Linked DNA regions of Sus scrofa: regions 2 and 3 are each linked to region 1. The links are chromatin contacts, called in public Hi-C and HiChIP or PLAC-seq maps. All regions are on one chromosome and are shown on one strand. Each heading gives the region's core, a stretch centred on a gene start, on an enhancer-like site or on the middle of the called end of the contact. The rest is flanking DNA. Distances are from core to core; before and after follow the strand shown.

Region 1 (4,271 bases), core at 755-3,254:
ATAATAGGAAGACCAACAACATATATAATGATGTCAAATTACCTGTTTAGAAACTAGTTTTTGCTTTCCTACTTCAGGCTGCAAAGCTGCTGTCGGCTTATGATTTAAAAAAACAAACACTTCAGTAAATTCTATACTTACACTATGAAGCACAGAATAACAAACACTATATTTATAGCCTAAAGTATGTCTAGAAAATCGACAGGAAAGGAAAAATTTATTAATATTTTAAACTCAACTTACTTTAATCCTTTAGGAATACAATGTGGTATACATAAATGTTTAAATCCTCCAAACGTGTAAGATTCTACCAAATAACAATGTGATATCTTAATATCTACTAATGCAATTATCATGTAAAGATCCATGCCAAAGCTTTATTCTTCGGATTGATCAAGTCATTAACTCCCTGTCACTCAAAACTACTGCAGAACTTTGCATACTCGTTATTGAAAAAATTTTATTTTTTTCATAAAGCTAGCTAGCTACTTTATTAAAACAAAACAAAAACAAAACCCTCGACGCTACATAAACACAAGGTTTACTTTTCAAGGTTTACTTTCTTAGTTTCAAAAACTAAGAATTACAATGGTTTCCAGTGGCCCTCACTGGGAAGGTGAAAGGGAAAGAGAGGAGCAGGTGCACCCGAAGCTTTACAACACCCACTCCAGTAACCAGAGAATACCAGAAGGCGGAGTCTGGAAGGTAGTTATGGGGCGGGGGTGGAAGGGGCACTCAGAAAGCCCGCTTCTTCTGACGCCAAAACACGATCCGTCACCCACAGAACCCAAGACACAGACAGACCTCGAATCGGTCCAAAAAAAAAAAAAAAAAAATCCAGACATGGCGATCGTGACGAAATTGAGGCGCGGGCGGCGGGATTAAAAATTCGGCCGGTCCACCTCCCAAGCAGGACTTTCCACCTAATTCCCAAACGTCAGTTTCTGCAAAGCTAGCAACGTTCCCCAAATCCCACTTGGCATTTAGTTTTCCCCTCTCTGGGCCGATCCGAACTGACCTGCAGTCAGGGATGGCGGGGGGAGGGAAGAGCTAGGAAATTTAACATTCCCGTCGCCAGCATAAAACCCCTCTTGGCCAAACTCAGGAACGCCTCCCCCGGCCCTTCCGCTCCAAGAACACCCGAGACAGCAAAAACGCCGCTGCTCACAGCCCAACCCCCAAATCGCGTCGCTCCTCATCCGCCCTTCGCCACCCCAAATTCTGGACATCCAGAGCCCCACAGAATGGAATCTAGGGGGAAGAGGGGAGAGCAGAAGCGCAGTGATGAAGGCCCCTGGCTATGAAAAACTAGACTCCCCGCCCCTGGCAATCAAACCGCAGCCCCCTACTCCGTTTCCTCCCCTCGCAACGGACATTCCTGGAACTCCCGAGGCGCAGGGCGGCCTCCTCCGCGGGCAAGAAAGAGAGAGGGGCGGGGAGGCTAGAAGGGAGTTCCGAAAACGCCACTGCGTCTCCAGAAGCGTACCCCGAGATTGCGTCGGTCCGTCCGGAGTAGGGGCGGGCTGCCTGCCCAGCAGACTGGAAGCAAGAGGACCCAGGAGCCCAGACCCAGGCCCTCCAGGGTCAAGCGTGTCAGGGCCGTCGCTCTCCCGCCCAGAGCCGCGCTACCCTCGGTTGCCAAGGGCTGAGGACGCGCAGGCATTACCTGTAAACGAAGCACAAGCTCCTGCCAAGAGCGGAGGAGCGGTCGCTCCCACGCCCCGCCACCGGCAGCGGTCTTCCCTTCGAGTCCGAGCCAGGGAGAGTCCCCAAGTTCCCTGGCTGCTCAGGGCCCAATGGCCGCCTCTTCTACTTCAGCTACTCGGCGCCAACCGCCGCAGCCACCGCCATCTTAGGATCTCATTGTGGTGGGAGAAGAGGGGCGGGGGGACTGCAGAGGGGCAACGGGAGGGGAGACATGCGCCGTCTCCGCGGCAACGGCCGCGCGGGGGCGAAACTCGCCCGGGCGGGAGCTACAGTGTGATCCACGCTCTAGACTGGAGTCATGTGATCCGCTGGAGTCTATGGTGTCACCTCTGGCAGCGGTGCCTATTGCACAAACGAGCCACTGGAGACTACATATCCCAGAATGCCAGGTCAACCTGAGGTTATACGCGCCCGCTCAGCCGCCCGAAAGAAATGACTACAAGTCCCAACATGCTGTGCGCTTCGGGCGCCGATCGCCCTGCCAGGGGCTGGAGGCCCTGACGGAAGTGGGTTGACTTCCGCCTCAGGCAGCTGGGAAATGCGCGGAGGCGCGTAGTGGTTTCCGTGGGGCTTCCAGCTCCGGGTTGTGCTTGCTGGAAAGGAAAGACTAAAGACTAAAGCTGGGCATCGCTCTCCTGTTCCCTGTCCACCAAGAGCTTCCTCACAGGAAGGTTGAAAACAAAAGCGCCCGTGCAATCTGGTCCTAAGTTTACACGTGAGGAAAATCCCATGAGTTAATTGGAGGAACATCATACAGCTGGTCAAGGATAGAGTCACACATGTTAATAATTAACACCGCCTTGGATTAATGCCCTACTTTTTCCTTTGAAGAACCAGCTGACCTTCATCAAAATTTAGTATCCAGAAGTTTTCTCTAAGACTATGGTCTTTGAATTCTTTTTTTATTCTTCTCTCAGCAGCGACACTTTTAAGGTTAGTTTATTTACACATTCTCCCTTAAAATGCTAGGGAATGCAAATTTGTTCGCGGGAAGCATAGTGAAGTCAAACAGAGAAATCATTTTGGAGCAGAGAAAAGTTAATTTTAGGGCCATGCAAAGAGAAGGGTGGCTCGTGCTGCTAAAACATGGAACTCTGTAAAGAGTTTTGGCAAAGCATTTTTAAAAGCCAGGTAAGGGAAGGGAGTTGCAGGGTGTGTGTTCAGCTCCTGCACAGCTCTCTGGTTGAAGGTGAAGTAACAGCGTGGTGTCTTCCGGGTTGACATCAATCCTTAGGCTCCAGGAGGCTAGAGGGCCATGGGCTCATTGTCATCAAGTAGTTAACATCGTGCGTTTTGTGGGAGGTTTTCACATCTGTAAAACAACTCTGAAAATGTGCATCAGATACTGTTATCTAGGTACTTCAGAGAGGAGCTAAAGCAGAGGATATGGGGGGAAAGACGTGCCCCCAAGGCCCCACAGGGTCCTACTTCATTACAAACCCCAAAAATATGGTCAAGTGACAACGCCTGTGTGGCTATCTGAAAATTTTGAAATGCTAGTCAATTTTTCTTGCATGCAAGGACATTGTTTTTTTAAGACCGTTTGTAATTGTGGGATAATTTTGTTTTACGCAAAATAAGAATAGGAAGAATGAAGAATGGCATCTGGGTTCCAACAGCAAATTGTTCTGTTACCAATAGAAATTTTTTCACAAAAGCAGTTAATAGAACTGCATCTCAGTACATAATTCAGATAAAACCCTTCCTGCTGCTGTAATTTGCAGCTGAATCCAGGTTCCATTCCAGTACAGTGATCTTTGACACTGTTTATTTGTCATACTTTTTTTTGGCCAGAGTGTGTAGTGGCTTGACATGGGATCTCAGTTCCCAGACCAAGGACTGAATCCATGCCATAGTGGTGAAAGCACTAAGTCCTAACCACTAGACTACTAGGGAACTCCCTGAGGTACATTTTAAAATACTTTCTGTATGTCTAATAGTGCTAATTACTTAGGTAACAAAAGCATAGTCCATGCCCTTTAAAAGCAAATATTTTAGTGAATGATGAAGAAATAGGATATGATATAAATCAATTCTGTTTTGTAAGAAAACTCAGAGCACAGAGCAGCTAATGGATTGTATTTACTGTAGTCCACCGTGCCTTAGGCCTCATTGTAATTCCACCGTGCTCTAAGATCTTGGATAAGTTACTTAACCTTTCTGAGCTTCAATTTGCCTCATCTATGAAATGAGGAGAAACTAATAATATTCTTACCTTGGAAGGATTTTTTTAAAAATAGTGTTTATTTTGTACTAAGCATTTCATCTATTGTGATTTTCTTTTTATTTTTTTTTAATGGTTTACTTTTGCCCTTAATTTTTTATTTATTTATTTTTTTGTCTTTTTGCCATTTCTTGGGCCTCTCCCTCGGCATATGGAGGTTCCTAGGCTAGGGGCCAGTCTACGCCAGAGCCACAGCAACGCGGGATCCGAGCCGCGTCTGCGACCTACACCACAGCTCACGGCAACACCGGATCGTTAACCCACTGAGCAAGGGCAGGGATCGAACCCGCAACCTCATGGTTCCTAGTCGGATTCGTTAACCACTGCGCCACGATGGGAA
Region 2 (4,383 bases), core at 857-3,356, 170 kb after region 1:
AGGTGTACAATATAATCACAATTTTTAAAGGTTATGCTCCCTTTACAGTTATTATAAAATACTGGCTGCATTTCCCGTGTTGACATTTCTAACACTGTTGCCAAGTATCCACTGTTTAGGAAAGTCCAAAATGGTGTCTTATTTTAACTGGCATATGCTTGGCACCCAACTATTTGTTGGATAAATGTAGATACTTGAAGGGCCAGTTATAGACTGTAAAGATTAAGGGCAGAATCATTACCGAGTGCATGGACAGAGGCAGGCAGGCCGGTGGGCGATTGGAGTGAATACCAGTTAAATTCTGATGGGAGAGACAGGCTGTTCCTAAATAAAGTATAGAAGATGTTTGATAGTGTACAGCACTACACCTGTTTATTAACCTCTGAATATAATTTTATGCCATTAAAGAGAGAAAAAATACACAAATAGGGGGAGATAGGAAATGTCAGGGTGTGTGATTGTGGGAGAGAGAGAGGGGGTGGCCTTTGAGTGAAGGCCAGGGGTGGGCAGCCCTGTGCATAGCTGGAAGAAAACCATACCAGTCAGGGTAAACAGCAAGTGGAAAGACCCCACAGTGGAGCTGAACTAATCGCTCTAGGAATAGCAAGGAATGAAATGAGGAAAAGTGAAACAGGAGATGAGGTTTGAAGGTAGTGGAGAGCCAGATCATATACAATCTTGAAAACCATAAGGACTTTGGCTTTAAACCAAAGTGACTTCATTTTAACAGAATTACTCTGACAGCTGTGTGTAGAGAATACCCTGGATGGGAGTGAGGGCGGGACCAGAAAGATCAATGAGGAGGTTTCGCTGTAATCATGGCAGGAGATTGTGGCTTCCACAGGATTGTGGAGGGGTGGGGTGGGGGGTTAGAGCGGGGCCAGATTCTAGATGTATGTGTTGAAAAGAAAGCCAAAGGGACTTGATGATGGGATGAGGGGTGAGAGCAGCAGTGAGGAGTCAGATGACTGGAATCATCTTGATGTGAGCAGTGGCAGGATGCTGTTACCATGAGCTGAAGGGGGAAGGATGATGGAGATATGGATGGTGGGATCTCCAGTCTGGATATCACCATCTCAGTTGTACAGACGTCAAGTTGAGATGAGTGATAGATACAGAAGTGAAGGTATAGAGTAGAAAGTTGGATGTACAAGGCAAGAGTGCATAGGAGAAGTCTGGTCTAGGGAGGTAAATTTGGAATTCATCACCATTTAGATGTATTTTTTTTTTTTTTTTTTTTTGTCTTTTGTCTCTTTGTTGTTGTTGTTGCTATTTCTTGGGCCGCTCCCGCGGCATATGGAGGTTCCCAGGCTAGGGGTTGAATCGGAGCTGTAGCCACCGCCTACACCAGAGCCACAGCAACGCGGATCCGAGCCGCGTCTGCAACCTACACCACAGCTCACGGCAACGCTGGATCGTTAACCCACTGAGCAAGGGCAGGGACCGAACCCGCAACCTCATGGTTCCTAGTCGGATTCGTTAACCACTGCGCCACGACGGGAACTCCACCATTTAGATGTATTAAAGCCACTAGACTGGGTGAGATCACCCAGAGTGAGTGGAGAAAGAGAACAGGTCAAGGGCACCTGTTCACCTTCGGGGAACTCCATGGTGTACTCTGTACTACCTCTGGAGTCCTCTGAAGCTTTAAAGGGCTAGGGAGGTAAAGAGAAATTACAGAGAGACCAAGACGGAATAATAGGCAGGAAGGCAGAAGGAAAGTCCCTCGAGAGGGGTGTTCAGGAGGACAAGTGAAGAAAGCTGTTCAAGGAGAGAGGAGGAATCCACTGCATCAAGTGTTGCTGATGCAAGAATACGGTAGTTGAATACACAGTTGGGTTTAAACCAGAAGGTTGTATATTTCTTTAACAGGAAGCTGAAGATAGGCAGTTCCTGGGTTGGTGAGTCAATTACATCATCTTTCTGTCCATCCTCTTGTCCTGCCTCAGCTGTTGTCGGTGACTTTTCAGTTAAAATATGGTCGCTAAGAGTTCCAAGTGCTAAGTCCTATTGCTGTTGAGCCCAAAGGCTGGGAGTGAGGGATGGACAGTGTCCAGAGCAGGGCCCTCCTGCCATGCCTGCCTACCTTTACCAGGGGGGAAAGACCTTATTCAGCACTTCACCCCTGGCAGGCTCATCTTTCATCTTCCTGGCGCAGACCAGATCGCAGAGGTCACCTCCAATTTGAAGAAAGGTTGGGAATGAAAGTAGTGGGCTTTTTAAACCCTTCGTAAGGTGTGAGTAATGGAAATGGAAGTTAGGAATGACTCTTGGGGAGCCGGGAAAGATGTTAGACATGATAAGGTTAAACTAAAAAAAAAAAAAAAAATTGTACTGACTATATTAATTTACTTTTTTTTTTGTCTTTTTGTCTTTTTGCCATTTCTTGGGCCACTCCCGTGGCATATGGAGGTTCCCAGGCTAGGGGTCGAATCAGAGCTGTAGCCGCCAGCCTACACCACAGCCACAGCAATGCAGGATCCAAGCCAAGCCGAATCTGCAACCTGCACCACACACAGCTCACGGCAATACCAGATCCTTAACCCACTGAGCAAGGCCATGGGTCGAACCTGCAGCCTCATGGTTCCTAGTCAGATTCGTTAACCGCTGAGCCACAACGGGAACTCCTAATTTACTCTCTTATTTAGAGCTTTTTTTGCTTACCCTGTTTGGGGGTACGTATGATTCTTTGTTATTAATTTGATAATTGTCTGTTGTCCTTTGTCCTGTGTTTTACTGTATGACTTCTGATTTTGTATATGGTGATTTTTTTTTTCCATTTTTATAGTCACATCTTTTAATTTTTTTTTTCTGTTTTTATGCTTCACAAGACCGTCTCTACTGAAAGAGAAGATTGGTCTCTATCGTTATGGTTAATTTGATGGTTTTGTTTTAACCCTTTTTATTCTAATTTTAATGTCTTTGGGGCATACGTTGAGAACTAGGAGCTAATATTTATATATCATAGTGAGGCAGGTGCTATTCTAAGTGTTTACAAATATAAACCCATGGAACTCTCACAAGCACCTATGAAATAAATAGCCGTGTGATCACCCCCAATCTTACACATGACAAATGGCACAGAGAGGAGGAGGAGCCCCGCCCCCCACCCCGGCCAGTGTATGGTGGAGCTGTTCTAAACCTAGGTGGTCTGCCTCCAGATCGTTGACTTTTAACACACCACACCATGCTGCTTCTCAAATTTAAATAGTTTAAAAATTCAGATATCTTAATACCACACATAAATGTCTTCACCGACTTGAAATATCTCCCTTGTCTTATTCTGCAGTTTTCTATTTCTGAGATTGATACACCAGTTTATTAACTGGTGAATATAATTTTATGCCATGAACAGATGGTTTTACTATTTTATAGTATCCTATAATAATAACTAGTAGCACAAATCTCTTGTTCTTATTTTTTAAACTTTAAAAAGTTGTAGTAAAATATATGTTCCATAAAATTTGGCATTTAGAAAACTTAAGTGTAAACAAGGTCATTCCCATTGCTGTGCAGCCAGCACTACCCGAACTTGTCATCTTCTCCAGTGGAAACTCTGTCCATGGAACACTAACTCCCCATCCTCCCCTTCCCTCAGTCCCTGGCAACCACCAACCTAGTTTCTATCTCTATGAATTTGATTACTCTATGTACCTTGTATAAAAGGAGTCATTCAGTATTTGTCCTCTTGTGACTGACTGGCTTATTTCACTTAACATGTCCTTAGGTTCAGCCACATTGTAGCATATATAAGAATTTCCCTCTTCTTTAAGACTGAATAATATTATATTTGTTTGTTCATTCATCTGTCAGTGGACACTCGGGTTGCTTTCACCTTTTGGCAATTGTCAGTAATGTGGTGAACTTGGGTGTGCAAATACCTCGTCAAGATCCTACTGTCTGTTCTTTTGGGCAAATACCCAGAAGTTGAGTTGCTGGATCGTAAGGTAGTTCTACTTTTAATTTTTTGAGGAACTGAGCATACCATTTTTCACAAAAGTTACACCAATTTACTATTCTAGCATCAATGTGTAGGGTTCTAATTTCTTTATGTCCTTGCTGACCCATTATTTTCTGTCTTTTTTTTCCCCCTCCAGCCCTGTCCCCCTTTCTGTTTTATTTTTGTAATAGCCATCCTAATAGATGTGAAATGGTATCTTATTGTGGTTTGGATTTGCATTTCCCTAATGACTAATGATGTTGAGCAATTTCTCATGTGCTTCTTAGCCAATGTTTATCTTCTTTGGAGAACAGTCTATTCAAATCTTTTGCCCATTTTTAAATCAGATTTTTTTGTTGTGTTGAGTTATAATCATTTTTATGTCCCAAAAGCTTTTTGATTATTTTTCTTATTCTAGACTAGGTTAAACTGGAAAAAAAAAA
Region 3 (4,576 bases), core at 694-3,193, 200 kb before region 1:
CCACTAAATCCTCACAACCCTAAGAGGGACTATTACTAAGCCCATTTTAAGAGATGAGGAAATTGAGATTTTGCTCTAAAAAAGCCAACACGGCAGTTTCTCATCTTTTTTTGTTCATGACTGGCAATTTTTTCATCATGACATATGGATTGTTATGATGCAGGAAAAGGGAAAGTATTGTGAAAATATTGGAAAAGATGTTAGAATAGCAGACAAGGATGCTAATCTACTAAATTATTTGTGATGATTCTGCCTTGAGTCAGGTTTGAGATGGGCTTATCCTGATTCTGTGGTGCCACTAGGAATCAAGTTTAAAATCACCTGAGATTCTTGAGATATTCAAACGGGTCTCCGTGTTTTCTATGTCACCAAGAGCTATGGCTTGAGTGGGAGGGCCCTGGTATCACTTCCACGACCCATCCTACCCACTGCTGTAGAACAAGGATGGTACAGTACCACTCTGTTCATCTCATCCCTCTGCTATTTAATCTCTCTCATGCAAAGTCTTCAGCTTGTAAATGACCCCCAATTGCCTTCTCAATCCTCGTCCAGATCATTCTAATCTACCTGCCCTGTGTCCCAACCGACAGGGCTGCTCACTGCTCCCCACGCAAGTCCTTTCCTTCTTTATCTCCATGCCTTTGCTCACAGTTCCCACCATCAGACATGCCTATCTTCCCCCATCTCCACCTGTCGAAATCCTACTCATCGTTTAAGACCCTTCTCAGATGCCACCTTGACTAGTAAGCATCTCCTGATCTCTGGAAGAAGAAAGGAGCACACACTCCTTTAACATGTCACTGCCATACCCTGCTCTAACATTTTGTTTGTATCTTTCTCAGGGCACTTTGACATCTAATAATAATAGCTAACGTTTATGATGCACCATTTCTTAGGAATTTTAAAGAGTATGTTTCTTATATTAACTCTCCCAATATTCATCATAACCGCAGGCAGGGTCATTCCATATGACAGTTGAAAAAAAAAGGAGGTTAAATAAATTATGAAGTCATCTAACTTGGAAATACAGCAGTGTTTGTCCACCCGAGCAGTCTGTCTCCGGAAGCCACAGTCTTAATTATATGCTACACTGCCTCTCATTGCACATTATTTACTTAGATGAAGCCCCTTAAGATCAGGCCCTGAGTTGGAGCATTTTTGTATCTTTCTATTACCAAGCACAGTGTCTCTGCAGAGACTGCTGATAAAGGGCTGCTCTTCCTTACTCCTTCAATTTTTTTTTTTTTTTTTTTTTTTTTTTTTTTTTTTTTTTTTTTTTTTGCTTTTTAGGGCCACACCCTGGGCATATGGAGGTTCCCAGGCTAGGAGTTCAATCAGAGCTACAGCTGTCGGCCTACACTACAGGTACAGCAACATCAGATCCGAGCTACCTCTGCAACCTACACCACAGCTCACAGCAACACCAGATCCTTAACCCACTGAGCAAGGACAGGGATTGAACCCATAACCTCATGGTTCCTAGTCAGATTCGTTTCCTCTGCGCCACGACGGGAACTCCACTCCAATTTTTCAACTTCTGTTTTTCTACCAAACCCTCCTAGCTAACAAGTCACACTCTCTTCCACTCTCTTCATTACCCCACACCAGGCTTTCAAAGTGTGTGTGTGTGTGTGTGTCTTTTTGTCTTTTCTAGGGCCGCACCTGCGGCATATGAAGGTTCTCAGGCTAGGGGTCGAATCAGAGCTGTAGCCACCGGCCTATGCCACAGCCACAGCAATGCGGGAACCGAGCCACATCTGTGACCTACACCACAGCTCACAGCAACGCCAGATCCTTAACCAACTGAGCAAAGTGGCTCCTGGCTCAAAGCAAGGCTGTGAGACCCGCTGTGTCCACCAGAGGGCGCGTCACCTCTAGAGTCCTCATTTAGACAAGCGCTAACGTTCAGTTCGCAGGAATTTAGACCCTTTGTGGTTGCCGTAGCCCCAGGCTGTAAACAGGAAGTAGAACTTTACTTGGGACACAATCTTCAGGTGAAAGGGCCAGGGATTCGGAAGAGACATTCACCCCTGGTGTTGCGTAAGTTCTGAGGGAGTCTGTACTCGGTACTCAGTCTTCACTTTCGAGTCCCTCTCGCCTGCTGCTGCTCCGGTTCACGTATTTTGCCCTGAGCCAGCTTCCACCTCTTAGCACCGAGGCGTTCCCACGGCCATGGCCGAGTACTCCTACGTGAAGTCCACCAAACTCGTGCTCAAGGGAACCAAGACCAAGAGGTAAGGCCGCGGGTGTGCGCGGGAGACTGTCCCTCTTTGCCGAAGGTCCTCCGCTCCCCCTTCAAGCGGCGAGTCCGGTGGAAGCCGCGGGGAGCTGTCATTCAGGCTCCCAGCTCTAGGGCCTGGCTTCCTGCTGGGACCGACTGAGGCTGCGACTCAGTTCTCCACGCAGAGGCTGAGACGGGCCGCCGGGGTCGCCCCCTTAGTGGGCGGACCTGTAGCCTGGGGTTCGGGTCCCTGATGAGCCCCCCTCCAGACCTCCACATGGTGGGTCTGTATTAGTCCGTATGCAGGTTATAACAATAACTTCTTTTAATAGGGATAATTATTTTCAACATCGTCTCCCTCTCACCTAAAAAAAAAAAAAAATTTTTATGCAATATGCGGATGTGAATTTTGAAAAGGATGTGGGTTCGAACCTGGACTCCACCAATTACTAATTTTGTAATTTGTGGCGGGTTCATTACTATCTTTTGAGTTTCCGTTTACTCGGTTCTTGGGAGGGATTAGCGATATTATAAAAGGATTATTATGAGAATTAAATGAGATATGTATGCAAATAAATATGGCTAAACTTATCTATATAAATTATCTACTGCAGTAAGAAGAAAAAGAGCAAAGAGAAGAAGAGAAAAAGAGAAGAAGATGAAGAAACTCAGCTTGATATTGTTGGTGAGTTAGTTTTCTCTACTTTATTCTGAGAAAAGTTAACATTGGTTGAGATCCCTTTAAAAATATTTTCCTAGTTAGGGTTAAATAGGAAGAAGAAAGTAGAAGGAATTTATGACCAACTCATACTTGTCTTAAATATGACATACATACAAATGACATACATGTATGTCTGACATACATTTGTCTTAAAATGCTCGAATGTTACAATTATAGATTTCTGTTATGCTTAGCACAGTAGATGTCATTAATGTCTTTTCTTCATTATCAGAACTAAGTACAAAAGAGAGGGAACATAGCTCTGGTACCATCATTAGACTACTTAATAACCCAGAGATTCTGGTATATATCATTTTAAAGGCCTGATATAGATGAATTTTTTTTGGGAGCACCTGGCATGTGGAAGTCCCCAGGCCAGGGATCAAACCCACACGGCAGTTGCAGTCTGTGCCACAGCCGTAGCAATGCTGCATCCTTAACCCACTGCATCACAAGGGAACTCCTAGATAAATCTTATTAAACCAAGTAGATTTTACAAATTGTTTTCTCTCTCTCTTTTTTTTATATTATATCCAGTTGTTCCAGCACCACTGATGAATAGACTTTCCTTTCTCCATTAAAGTGCTTTGGTATTTTTGTAAAAAATCAATTGACTTTATATGTGTTGATCTGTGTCTGGACTCTGTTCCATTGATTTGTCTATTGTCCTGTTGATTTATTTGTCTTGATTACCGTCATTTCATAAAGTCTTGAAATCAGGTGGCGTGAGCCCCCCACCTTTATACTTCTTTTCCGAGATTGTTTTGATTCTTCTAAATCTTTTGCATTTCCATATAAATTTTACAACTAGTTTATTGGTTTGTTGTTTTTTTGTGGGAATATTTTTAATTACAAATTAAACTTCTTTAAGAGATATTTTCAGATTTTCTTTTCTGTCAATTTTGGCAATATGTGTCTAAAGAAAATTTTCATTTCATCTAAGTTGAGTTTATCAGCATAAAGTTGTACAAAATGTAGAATCTATATTGTAATTCATCATTCTTCATATTGATAACTTGTGTTTTTGTTAATTTTTTCTGGACCAGTCAGTCTAGCTAAAGGTTTACCAATCTGTTCATCTTTATAAGATGCACTTTTTGATATCATTTATTTTTCTTTCCTGGCTTTTCTATTCGATTTCATTTATTTCCAGTCTTTATCATCTCCTTCCTTTAACTTACTTTCAGTTTACTTTGCTCTTATTTTATAGCTTCTTAAGTTGGGGGGTTAGATATTCTTCACACCACTTTAGCTATAGCCAACAAATCCTGATGTTTTATGTCATTTTTATTTAGTTCAAAGTATTTTCTATTTTCTTTGTGATTTCTTCCTTGACCCATGGGTTTTATCCTTTTTTTCCTGCTTTTTCTTTTTTTTTTTTGACCCATAAGTTAAAAGTATGCTATTTAATTTCCACTACTTGAAGATGCTGTTACTGATTCCTAACATGGTCGAAGAATATACTCTTGGTAAATTTCCATGTACTGTAGAAAAGAAAGAGTATTCTGAAGGTATTAATTTATTACTCTCTAAATGTCAGTTAGGTCACTTGATGGACTGAGTAGTCTTTCAAATCTTCTGTGTCTTTACTGATTTTTTTTTTTTTTTTACTAATCCTTCCATTTATTGAGAGG

What was found. A called contact is a pair of places that touch in the nucleus more often than the background predicts. HiChIP or PLAC-seq counts read pairs in DNA pulled down with a chosen protein or histone mark.
Region 2: an H3K27ac HiChIP or PLAC-seq map of skeletal muscle shows a contact between it and region 1. The contact joins the enhancer-like site here to the promoter of PCM1 in region 1. A contact is called at or near these places in 24 of 47 Hi-C or Micro-C datasets (adipocytes, alveolar macrophages, blood and 14 more) and 2 of 2 datasets of contacts at active chromatin or transcription factors (alveolar macrophages and skeletal muscle).
Region 3: a Hi-C map of liver shows a contact between it and region 1, with 4 times the contacts expected there. The contact joins the promoter of FRG1 here to the promoter of PCM1 in region 1. A contact is called at or near these places in 2 of 47 Hi-C or Micro-C datasets (heart right ventricle and liver) and 1 of 2 datasets of contacts at active chromatin or transcription factors (alveolar macrophages).

Annotation. Positions count from the first base shown.
Region 1 is chr17:5,594,732-5,599,002 of Sscrofa11.1, reverse strand. PCM1 (pericentriolar material 1 protein) reads right to left here and starts at 2,004. Exons shown (of 41, transcript XM_021077917.1): 1 at 1,667-2,004. FGL1 (fibrinogen-like protein 1) reads left to right here and starts at 2,569. Exons shown (of 8, transcript XM_021077952.1): 1 at 2,569-2,640.
Region 2 is chr17:5,428,749-5,433,131 of Sscrofa11.1, reverse strand. All of the region lies in intron 3 of MTUS1 (microtubule-associated tumor suppressor 1), which reads left to right. Among named protein-coding and RNA genes, the nearest start is that of MTUS1, 76 kb to the left of the region's middle. Within about 2 kb of position 2,106, at least 3 of the 83 cell types and tissues checked have an H3K27ac peak or open chromatin away from gene starts, as enhancers often do. A contact at or near this core is called in skeletal muscle, where this site is marked.
Region 3 is chr17:5,797,870-5,802,445 of Sscrofa11.1, reverse strand. It overlaps FRG1 (protein FRG1), which reads left to right and starts at 1,943. Exons shown (of 9, transcript XM_003134193.3): 1 at 1,943-2,234; 2 at 2,836-2,906. The coding sequence starts at 2,173.